Linked DNA regions of Mus musculus: region 2 is linked to region 1. Evidence: chromatin contacts called from public promoter capture Hi-C data. All regions are on one chromosome and are shown on one strand. Each heading gives the region's core, a stretch centred on a gene start, on an enhancer-like site or on the middle of the called end of the contact. The rest is flanking DNA. Distances are from core to core; before and after follow the strand shown. Region 1 holds the start of Heatr9 (HEAT repeat containing 9). Region 2 has its middle 21 kb from the start of Gm38934.

What was found. Promoter capture Hi-C pulls out the DNA fragments that hold promoters and counts their contacts.
Region 2: a promoter capture Hi-C map of the HPC-7 cell line shows a contact between it and region 1. The contact joins the enhancer-like site here to the promoter of Heatr9 in region 1. A contact is called at or near these places in 9 of 39 promoter capture datasets (the C10 cell line, the HPC-7 cell line, embryonic stem cells and 5 more), 1 of 15 datasets of contacts at CTCF or cohesin (large pre-B cells), 1 of 484 Hi-C or Micro-C datasets (bone marrow-derived macrophages), 4 of 115 datasets of contacts at active chromatin or transcription factors (cardiomyocytes, embryonic fibroblasts, embryonic stem cells and 1 more) and 4 of 9 other capture datasets (adipose tissue, embryonic stem cells, liver and 1 more).

The regions. Positions count from the first base shown.
Region 1 is chr11:83,519,674-83,525,632 of GRCm38.p6, reverse strand. Heatr9 (HEAT repeat containing 9) reads left to right here and starts at 3,534. Exons shown (of 15, transcript NM_001045543.2): 1 at 3,534-3,669; 2 at 4,999-5,048. The coding sequence starts at 3,597. All of the region lies in intron 2 of Gm32650 (a long non-coding RNA gene), which reads right to left. Gm23247 (a small nuclear RNA gene) reads right to left here and starts at 4,477; the gene lies at 4,371-4,477.
Region 2 is chr11:83,786,710-83,792,668 of GRCm38.p6, reverse strand. No RefSeq gene overlaps it. Among named protein-coding and RNA genes, the nearest start is that of Gm38934, 21 kb to the left of the region's middle. Within about 2 kb of position 3,203, at least 133 of the 459 cell types and tissues checked have an H3K27ac peak or open chromatin away from gene starts, as enhancers often do. A contact at or near this core is called in the HPC-7 cell line, bone marrow-derived macrophages, embryonic fibroblasts and 1 more, where this site is marked.

The DNA.
Region 1 (5,959 bases), core at 2,285-4,784:
ATAACCAGTGGTTTACCCACTAGGGTTGAAGTCTAAGCACCATGATGTAAGTCTACCTGTAAGTCTCCAAGGATTTATCTGGACCTCCTTGCTTCTGCAGGCTTTAATTGACCCTTCTACCTTAGCCTGTCCTATACCTTACCTCCAGTGGGCTCCTTTAACACTATCATTACCCATAGTGGCTTCAGGACAATTTCAGAGGCCGATAACTGTTCCAACTGTACCAGCACCTTTGAAGAGAGGGTGCTCCACCTTTCTACCACCTGTGCCCCTTCAGGTGAATGTTACAAATACCAGCCATAGCTGTAAGCACTATTAGTTGAACACAACTCAGGTAGGAGGCTTGCACAGCAAAATCTCTGCTCACTGAACAATCTCACCAGCCCAACAGTCAGGAAAAATTCTAGGTAGATTGAAATTATTTGTCCAAATCCCCACAACAAAAGAAAAACAAAGCCGGGTGTGGTGGTGCATGCCTTTAATCCCAACACTCGGGAGGCAGAGGCAGGCGGATTTCTGAGTTTGAGGCCAGCCTGGTCTACAAAGTAAGTTCCAGGACAGCCAGGGCTACACAGAGAAACCCTGTCTCGAAAAACCAAAAAAAAAAAAAAAAAAAAAAAACCAAAAACAAAAGAAAAACAAGTTTAAAGTTAAGTTTTAAAACCCACTAAATCTAATTCAAATTTCTATGTCTTGCCATCTTCAATTCTCAACTTTTTATTTGTTTTTTGTTTTTGTTGTTTTGGTTTTTTTTTTTTTTTTTTTTTTTGAAGGGGGTGGTTTCAAGACAGTGTCTCTCTGTATAGCCCTGGCTGTCCTGGAACTCACTCTGTAGACCAGGCTGGCCTCGAACTCAGAAATCCACCTGCCTCTGCCTCCCGAGTGCTGGGATTAAAGGCATGCACCACCACTGCCCGGCAATTCTCAACTTTTTAAACTTATTCAAAATACCCTCCCCTTCCCTCTGGCATATACCTTTTTTCTGAGCCATCTGAAACTGGATGTACAATACCACTACACCAGTAAAGGTTTCAGTATTGTCTACCAATGACAAGAACATTCTACATAACCACAAAGTGAGAAACAGGAAACAAGGACACTATTATTTTCTAAGAAACAATTGTCAAATATACATTGTCACATCCCCACTGGCCCAATAATGCCCTCTATGAATGTTTTTTATTAAGAATCTGATTCAGTAGAAACACTGAATTAAGTGGAATGTCATTTTGGTGTTATTTAAAAAAAGAAAACAGAACTAACAAAAAAAAAAAAAGCAAACAAACAGCATCTCTTTGTGAAGCCAGGGCTGTCTTAGAATGGGCTATGTAAATCAGGGTGGTCTGGAACTCTCAGGAATCCACCTGCCTCTGCCTCTTGAGTGCTGGGATTAAAGGCATGGACTGCCACAACTGGCCTTTTCAGTGTTAGCACATTTTTCTCTCTCTCTCTCTGTGTGTGTGTGTGTGTGTGTGTGTGTGTGTGTGTATGTGTGTGTGTTCATGAGAGAGAGAGAGAGAGAGAGAGAGAGAGAGAGAGAGAGAGAGAGGCACACCCACCTGCCTCTGCCTCCTGAGTGCTGGGATTGAAGGTGTGCACTACTACAACTGGCCTTTTTAGTGTTAACACATTCTTTGCCTTTTGTTTTCTGAGGGGGGGGGGGAGCAGGGAGCTTCCTATGTAGCCTAAGCTGCCTGGAACTCCCTATGTAGACTAGGGTGGCCTGGACCTTAAGATAATCCCCTCCATCTCCAGTGCTGAGCCTACATGGCTGACCCACCGTGCCTAGCCATTCATTTCGTTTATTGAAGCAGGACGTCAGTAGATAGCCCAGACTGGCCTTGAACTTTCAGGATGGGATTATAAGTGTCTGCTACATCACCTGGCTAAACAACATTATCTTTTGTCATCCTTAAGGGCACTGAAATTGTTTAGTTTATATTTTTGTAGCATACTTATCATTTAGGTTTCTTATTTCCTTTCAATTGGACTCAGATTGAGTAATTCTGGTAGGACTCCCACTTGAGAATGTTATCTTTCTCTGTGCGGCACATAAAAGCACTCATGTCAGTTTATTTATATCAAGTCTGATTAAATAAGGATCAAGCCAGTGATACATATTTTTAGGGTGTTTTTTTTTTTAGATTTCTTTATTCTTCTTTACATGTATTAATGCTTTGCAAGCTTACATGTATGCGCACCACACGTGTTCCTGTGGATTCCTTGTAACTGAGGTAATCGATAGTTGCCAGCCATGTGGGTGCTGGGAACAGAACTCAGGTCTTCTGCAAGAGCAACAAGTGTTCTTAGCCAGTAAGCCACATCTCTAGCCCCATTGGTCCATATTTTCTTGACATGTAGTGTCATGGTTAGTCTTCGGTTATCAAGACTGAATGGATCTAGAATGAACTAAGCCACTGGCCATACCTGGGAGAGAGTCCCCTTTTTCTTTTTTTAAAGATGAATTTAAAAATTCATATATTTTCTTTGTATGAACGTTTACCTGCGTGCATGTGTACCACAGGTGTTCTTGGTGCACACAGGTCAAATGAGGGCATTGGATCCCCTAGAACTGAAGGTACAAACTATTGTGAACTGTCAAGTAGGTGCTGGGAACCAAAGACAGGTCTTCCCTGATGATCATACCTGCTGAGCTACCTCTCCAGCCCCTTGATAAGCTTATTAGGAGTAGGAAGATCTATCTATAATGTGGGCAACACCATCTCAGGAGCCAGGCTCTGGACTGAATGGAGAGAGAGACTGTTCTATGGTTTCACTGTGACTGGCCAGGCTGCTGTGACTTTTCTGTCACAGCGGATTGTATCCTGAACTATGAAATCAAATAACACTTTCATCCTGAAGTTGCCTTTGTGAGAACATTTTAATCGCAGCAACAAAAAAAAAAAAAAAAAAAAAAAAGAAAACAAGACACAAAGTAGGCTTCTTACTGTGTGCTGACCTACTACATGCTAGGCACCGGAGTGAAGTAAAAAAAGGGATTGCATCACTGGGTCATGTGGGGAGGGGAGCTTGGGAAAGGAAAACCTTCAGAAATGACATGAAAGATCTGAGTGACAATCTGACAGGCAGGCAGGAAGGGAAAAGACACAAGGTAGATGGAACAGTATATGCAAACAGAAGAGATCTGAACAGCAGCTCCTTGCCACACAGCCTCCTGCCAGAGAATGAAGGATGTGCGTATAAGAGAGGCTTTCCTGTCCCGGTCATTTTCCTGATGACCAATTCTGTGAACAACCCCTGTACTTCACATGGGTTGTCTTGAACTTGATGGTTCACAAACACTGTGTTCCTCACCAAAGCTACTAGAGTTGAGCAGACATGACTCCACCATTATGCTGCAGAAGGAAATGAAGTTCAGTGAGCAGCTGAGTCAGGAGGCCAACAGGGGCCAGCAGTGGGACTCAACAATGGAAATGGTGTTCTGTTCACCATGACAACCTAGTTGCTCAGTGCTTGAGTGTGTCTCCCTGGTCTCACTTATACCAGAGAAAGGGCCTCTTCAAGCTGTACCCTCTTGGCTTCACGTCCCTGAACTTCTGGCTGCTCTGGTTCTCCTCTAACCTATACCAAAGAGGATGGAGAGCCAAGAAAAACAGGCTGATTTTTTTCAAATCCCCAAGTCAATGGACTATCGAAACCGGAACAAAAGTGAGGATGGGGTAGAAAGGAATGAAGCTAGGGGTGGGGACCTGATAAGGTAAAGCCAGCAAACCGGACCCAATCTCAGACAAGGCCCTGGGTTCAGCAAATCCATGGGAAAGGCCAGGGCAAGCCTTTGGACAGTTGATGTCTCCCCTGAGGTCTCAGTAAGTCTTTCTTTCCAAAAGAAGACATGTTGGATTTTCTCAAGTCAGGATACCTGTGTGTCCCCCAGCTTCTCCCTTACCTGTGTCTTGCCTTCCATACAAACCTTACACCTCCAGCTCCTTGCATAAGGTCTTCCCTAAGCCCACTGCTCTTATCCCTGACTTACCTGATTAACACCCCCTAGTCCTTAGCTGTCCTAGAACTCTCTGTAAACCAGGCTGGCCTCAAACTTATATATCAGCTTGCTTCTGCATCCCTACCCTGCTAACTCTTGCTTTTATACAAGACTTGGTCTGTATTATCTCTAGGACATAAATATCTGATTCCCAGCCTTGAAGGTACCTCTCAGCTATACTGCTTGTGTGTATCTCCACATTCGTTTCCCTTTGTAAATCACTGCAGACCAGAATTTGCCTCAAATGCTAAACCAATAGTTTTCAAAATGTCCCAGAGTGATCAGATCCACCCATCCCCTAGAGAATCAGATACTGGGGGGGGGGGAGTCCTGGGAACCTGGGGGGGTTGTTTTGTTTTGTTGTTTGAAAACTATGGAATGCTTCACGAATTTGCGTGTCATCCTTGCACAGGGGCCATGCTAATCTTCTCTGTGTCATGCCAATTTTAGCATATGTGCTGCGGAAGCAAGCACGGGAATCTGGGCTTTAACAAGCTCTCTCAGCCTAATGCACACTCACATTGGAGAAAATGAGAGAGACCAACAGTTGTCACCCTTAACGGAATACTGGAATCTCCAGGGGAGCTTCCCAAAATGCCTAGGCTCTATTATCACAAATCTGACTCAATTAGTCTGATACAGGGCCCAGGCATGTTCAAATGTCATTCCAATGATACTTATATGCAACCAGGGTTGGGAACACTACTGGTCCCATGTTCCCCAAACTCCAACTACATGGGAGGCCCCTGGGGATCTGGTTGACATGATGTTCCTGACAGCATTTCTGAGAGGCTCCCTGGCACAGTACCAGGAAGACTACCTGCCACTGAAGGGCAAGGATGATGCCTCATTTTATGCCCCTCCCCTAGTTCCTGGGGGGAAACCTGGTGCTAGTATTTACTAGCTGCAGAACAAATGAATGCCTCACAAGGTGTTGAAACTCATACTTTTAACTACTTACTGGTACCACCTGCATATCTTTGCTCTCTTGCCAGAATTCAGAAAAGCCATGGCTCCTGTTCACCTGCCCTTGTCCTGTTACAAGGTAAATGATTTTTGTTACTCTAGGAGCTGTGTCAAAATAGGAAGAGCACCAAACTCCCTCCCAATTCAAGCTAGCTCACAGAGCCTGACACTCACCTGTGTGATCTCAGACAAGTTACTTCCCTTCTCTGAGTGAGCCTCCAGAGTTCTCATTATAGGTCAACACTGCCTGCCCCCTTGTGTAGTTTCTAATGAGACAAAGTCTGTAAGGCCTGGACTATGTGGATTGTCTGCTAAAAGGAGTCATTTTTGTTAAAGAAGCAATCCTTACTTGGGGTTGCTAGATAAAACACAAACTGACCAATTAAATTTAAATATCCCATAAACAGTACATGTGATTATATATATATATATAAAGTCCTAAATACTTTATTCATTCCTGAAACCCAAATTTAAGCTGACATCTTTTGCAGTTTCTTATTAGTGCCTTGCTACATCTAGAAACCCTACTTCTTTGAGTGAGCATCGCATGACTGAAGTCCTGATAGTCACTGGGAAACCCATAAGGGTCTTATCAGTCTCTGAGTCGGGAGCTACTGGCAAAAACCCACTGCTCCCTGTTGCCAAAAAAAGATGTGTTGTAAAGATAGAAAGATTTGAGAGCTGGCCGAATCCAGGCCAGGTCCATAGAAAACCACTGTGCACATGAACCCCTCAGCTACAGTCAGAACTGTACCAAGTAGTAAAAGGCTTGAGATCTGACATGCAAAAGGCCTTGTGTGTAATCTTAGCAGCACACACACACTGAAGTAGTCACACAGCTAAGAGAGCGTCTGAAGGAAGCCCGTTTTCTCAAGTAGCCTGTGAAATTCGTGGTGGCACATAGACTCCAGTAAACCGATGCAACTATGCAACATACCGTAGGCACTACTGTCTGAATAAGTAGTAGCCTCTTTTCCTTCGCCTTGGCCT
Region 2 (5,959 bases), core at 1,954-4,453, 270 kb before region 1:
CAAAACTTTTATCTAAATAGGAAGCTGGATATTTACTTATGCTCTGGATGCTATAAAAAGGCTGCATAAACGGAGACGTGGCTCTTGAGCCTTGGACTGACCCCGGACACGTTCCAGAGGCTCCTTCTGGAGGAAGGAGGAGTCTAGGCTCTTGTGTTGAGTGCTGGCTCAACAGCATGTTAAGAGGACACAGCCTAGCAAAGGTCACAAAGACAGCTTTCTTGCACGAGTGATGGTCACATGTGAACACCTGCAAAACTACGGAATTACTAGGCCTGTGCCAGTTCTGAGTCTAAAACTGCTCAAGTGAAGAAGAGGTCACTATAACCTGACTTCAAAATTTATTTTCTGACATGTTAAAAATTGGACAAGGGGGCTGGAGAGATGGCGCAGTGGTTAAGAGCATTGGTTGCTCTTCCAGAGGACCCAGGTTCGATTCCCAGCCACCCACATGGTGGCTCACAATAGTCTATAACTCCAGGTCCAGGAGAGTCAATGCCTTCTGCTAGACTCTGCAGGCACCAGCATGACTGAGTGCACACACATACATGCAGGAAAAACACCCAAACACATAAAGTAAAAAAATTAAAATGGACTGGGCAGTGGTGGCACATGCCTTTAATCCCAGTACGTGGAAGGCAGAGGTAGGCAGATTTCGAGGCCAGCCTAGTTTATAGGTGTCCTGAATTCCAGGACAGCTACGACTATATAGAGAAACCCTGTCCCAAAAAAGAAGAAAAAGAAAAAACAAAAAGGGAAAAAAGAAAGAAAGAAAAGAAAAGAAAAGAAAAGAAAAGAAAAAACTTGCTGCCAAGCCCCCCAAACCAAACCAAACCAAACCAAAACCAACCAACCAACCAAACAAACAAACAAAACCAAAACCAACCAACCAACCAACCAACCAAACAAACAAACAAACAAAAACCCTGAAGACTCTATATAAAAATATTAATGATGTGGGTTCTGCACAGTGTCGGTAATATCCTGCAGATGCTTCCTGAATTTAGAAGACACCAGTGGTGCCCCTCCCGACATGGGTAGTGCAGTGAGACCCACCGGGCTCTGACCCTTCCCAGTAACTCAGCTCTTGCTCTTTTAAGATAATTACCTTTTCCTTATCACTTAGGAATTCAGAAAAACATTAGTGTAAGGGAAAAAATGCAGGGGCTGGTGCGTTGGCTCGGAGGTTAAGAAGCCTGAAATAAGTCACCACATAGAGTTCCAGGCCAGCCAAGGCTGTGTAGTGAGACCCTGTCTGGACAAACAGACAAACAAGAGCATCGGCTGCTCTTGCAGAGGATCCAGCTTCCACATGGTGGTTCACAGCCCAGGGGACCTGATGCCCTCTTCTGGCCTTCCTGGCCTCGCACATAGTACATAGATACACATTCAGAACACTCAGACATGTAAAAATTAAAAAGAAAAAAAAGACAAAATTACCCATTGTCTCAGCTTGCAGAAATAACCTTCTAATACAATGGAAAAAAAACTCTTTGCAAACTGTCAATTGTTGTTATAATATATATGTATATAAATGTGTGTATATACATTATTATATTACATTAATACACACACACACACACACACACACACACACATATATATATATATATATATATATATATATATATATATATATATATATATATTACTTTTTTCCTTAACACTATAGTCCAAGCATAGTCCCCCCTTTTTAAAGTTTATAAACGGCATCTCACTGAATAGTCCTGGAACCCTCTATGTAAATCAGGCTAGCCTTGAACTCACAGAGATCCTGCCTGCTCCTGCTTACAGAGTACTGGGATTAAAGGTGTGCACTATCATGCCTGGCAATTTAAAAATTTTCTATATCTAAACCATTCTCTAACATTGTTAAAGTAGAGAAACCTATATAAAGAGTTTAACCCAGCTGTTGGTCTGCCTTTGATTTCATCTTGTCAAACACAATGAAGTGTGTGTTCACCCACATGTCTTGGTCTCCATTCCTGGAGAAGGCTGGACAAAGTATTTCTGGGTTGGAGGCTTTTTTTTTTTTTTTAATTTATTTTTTTGCATTGGGATGCTGGCAGGCTTTTCTCAGAAGGATGGAACCTGAGTTTCTTCAGATCTAAAGGTCGTGGCAGGATACATTCTGTATGCACGTGGGGCTGGGGCTGGGGCTGGAAATGGCTCAGACTCCGAGGCTTTGGCCAGTCCATCACCTTCATCATTTCATGCTGACACAAAGCAAAACAACGCAACAACACAAAACCAACCTTCTCAGAAGTCCTATCCTGTCTCCTGTTACAGCTTGGAGAGTGTCTGTCATCAGGCACATTCTGGGAGACTTTCCCTTTATCTAAAGGGGTCAAGAGAGACTTCTGGAAAAGCACCTGTCATGGCCCAAGATGATTCTGGGTCAGCTGATTGAGGGAAGGTTTGGAAAAGCTTCCTGGCTTGGGGAAAAAGGTGGTGCCCACTATGCTACCTGCAGTCTACTTAGCATATCAGACCCCAAGCATCATGCCTGCCCTGTGTTACAGAGAGCACTATTACATAGGACACCAAGGGGGGGGGGGAGAAAGAGAGAGAGAGAGAGAGAGAGAGAGAGAGAGAGAGAGAGAGGCAGAGAGAGCAGAGAGAGCGAAACAGAGACACAGGGAGAGACAGAGTGTGTGTGTGTGAGAGAGAGAGAGAGAGAGAGAGAGAAAGAGAGAGGCAGAGAGAGCAGAGAGAGCGAAACAGACACAGGGAGAGACAGTGTGTGTGTGTGTGTGTGTGTGTGTGTGTGTGTGTGAGAGAGAGAGAGAGAGAGAGAGAGAGAGAGAGAGAGAGAGAGAGAGATGTTTGGAAAAGTTTGTGGGTAAACTGTGCCAAGCCTGATGACCTAAGTTAGATCCCTGGGATTCACAAGGTGGGAGAGAGCTATCCTCTATACATTGTCCTCTGACCTGTGCAAGCGTACTTTTAAGCTCTCCCTCCCCTAAGCAAAACTGATATTAACAAGCTCTATGCTTTAAGAAATAGCCCTGCCCCAAATCCCTGTAATTTACTCCCCATCCAAGCTCCATTCAAGCAGCAAGCAGCTGTGTCATCTGCTCTGCTTCCCAGCCCCACTTGAACCTGCGCTGCCTTCAATGCTAGCTAGCATAAGCTTCACTTAGACGCTTCAGGGAGCCAGCATCGGGCATTGACAGGAAGGCGCATGCGTCCCGACCGTGATCTGAGCATGTTACTCAGAAGTTTCGTAATCTGTGAGTCACAAAACAGGAAGGATAACATTTGCCTCACTGTTAAGTATTGTTCTCAGATGACACGATGCTAGCGAAACTGCCTCATGTATAGAAGATACTCAGGAAATGCATCAAGAATCGATGAGCCCCTCCCAGATGACTGGGGCTCGCGTTCCCTTGTCTCCAGCCCCTTACCACTCCCCTTTTCTATACTCTTGCCTTGCCATGCTTGTGAGGCAGGGCCAAAAGCTCAAGAGATTCTTCTGGTACCTTCTCTGGCACCTTACATACCGTTCTTGTTCAAAGCATTAAGCGTAACCAAGGGTGTTGCTTTTTTTTTTTTTTTTCTTTACATTCATTCCAGGGTGGAAGGTTGTCTCACTGCACGAGAGACATGTTATCCTACAGGTGTCACGACCACCCCCAAATCCAGCCTTTCAGACCAGAGCTCCCTGAACCCATGCCCCCTACAAGCTAAGGCTCAGAGAAGAGCGATGCTTCTCCACTTTGGGCTTCTTAGCCCTCCAGGGCACATTTTCCAAAGCATGAGATATGTTGGGTTGTCATAGTTAGGGGGATTCTTCCTGGCGTCTGGTTAAGTAAGGGGTTTGAGATGTTGACAAACATCCCACAGTGCACCTACAAGGAACCAGCCTGCCCGAGGAATTAACAGTGCCATGGTTGAAAACCTTGACTTAGAGGGGCCCTTCCATAAGGTCAGGGCAAAGCTCTGCTCACAGCCCTCCCCACCCATGGTTCCTAAACCCCTCCTCTTTATGGTGGGGGGACAAGGCCAGGAAGGCCCCACATCCCAGTTACCACGCTCAGCCTCCTCCTGTTTCCACCTGCTGTTCTGCTCTGTTACCTCCTGCCCCTCTAAGATAGCCTGTGTGTCCTACGTGCCACCTGCTGTACAGCTCTGTGGTCACCCCAAGGGTCACCCCCGCCTGCCTCTGCTCAAAGGTTGTCTTCCCAGGGAGAACTTCCTTCACACCTCGTGCCAAACTATAATCTGCCCAGAGCTTTCTGTCCGGCCATGATCTGTTTTTCCTTGCCTCTGGCCCCCGAGACCCCAGGTCACTGACGGTATTAGCTTACCGTCCTGATCAAGTGTGATATCTGCAGGACTTTTTTTTTCCTTGTTCCCTGATATTTTCTTCTGCTTGATTCTTTTTCTTTTCTTTTCTTTTTCTTTTTTATTTTTGAGACAGGGTTTCTCTGTGTAGCCCTGGCTGTCCTGAAACTCACTCTGTAGACCAGGCTGGCTTTGAACTCAGAAATCTGCCTGTCTTTGTCTCCTAAGTGCTGGAATTAAAGGCATGCACCACCACTGCCCTGCACTTGCCTGATTTTTATATATTATATCTTATATATTTGATAAATTCTCCAGATATCTTCTCCAGTGAATGGATGAATGAATAAATGAATGAAAATCCTACTGTTCCAGAGCTGTTCCGTTCTTATGAAGTCAAGCTGACCTGACACTTGTGTCATGTGAGTGCAGTTGCCCTCATAGACCAGAAGAGAGCGCTGGATCCCCTGGAGTGACAGGTGGCTGTGAGCCATTGGACGTGGGTCCTGGGAACCCAACTCAGGTACTTTCCCTTATTATCCCCAACACCTGTTCAGGCAAACACTTAAATGTTATTCTGAGCATCTCATGTAAATGAAAACCTACAGTATACGTGGCTGTCTTCTTTGACTTAGCATAGCATTTAATGGCTCACCCACGATATGGAGTATATTGATATTTCACCTTTTCTACAGCCCAATATTATTCCACCGAGTAGACACACATCATGCCGTTCTCTGGTCGCCAGCAGAGCCGCCGTTGCTAGTTAGGGGCTATCCCGAATGCTGCAGCTGTGGGCACTGCTGTACTTGGTCACATCATTTGTTTGGGGTGTCACCTGGAGTTGCTGAGTCATGTGGTGACTGTGTGGAAATTTTGGAGGGACTGCCTGCTGCGCTTTCTTCCTGGCTTTGTGGATTCACACCCAGCATTGTCTTTCCTCGAGTTATGCCGAGCTTCTTCGGTCCATGCTACCTGACCTCCTCTGCATGGCATACCTGGGAGGCTCCTGTGCCTCCTGAGGGGCACCCTCTATGGCCAACACCTCAGTCACAAGGAAGGGAGTTTCAATATCCCAGGGCTCAGGTTACACGGGCAGCAACTACAATGAAGCCTCGAGTGAGAACCCTCAGCTCCTCCCTTCTGTTCGTGCTCCATCTGCTACCTGAGTGCTCCCTAAAGCAAATCTATTTTGCTTTAGGGATACCTACAAGTCTAGTAAGCCTACCGACACTGCCCATGACCTCTCTATGGGCTCACCATGCTGAGCGTCACAAGCTAACCCACCAGAGGCCATCCGCTTGGCTAAACCTCCCTGCCTTGGGTTAGGCCACTCCCTCCTCAAATGTGATTTCCTCCCTTTCCTAGTCAGGAAGAACAGCCTGACTGGCTTTCCTCTTGTGCTGGCCTGGGTCCAGCCCTCACCACCCTCATCTGGGAGTGCCTCTTGGCTTGAACTGGCTTAGCGTTCACCTTTGAATCTGAGTGATAGCCATGTGTGGAATTTCAAATGTGGTAAAAGCAAAAATAAAGTCCCAAGCTTGGAAAGAGCGTTCTTTATATGTTAATTTCCCCCACATCTGGGTTTCACATATGTACAGTAGCAAAGCCATGTAGGAGACAGTATAAGATAGAGAAGCCTCCAAGACCTGAATTCCATTCCCGCTGTCCCCTT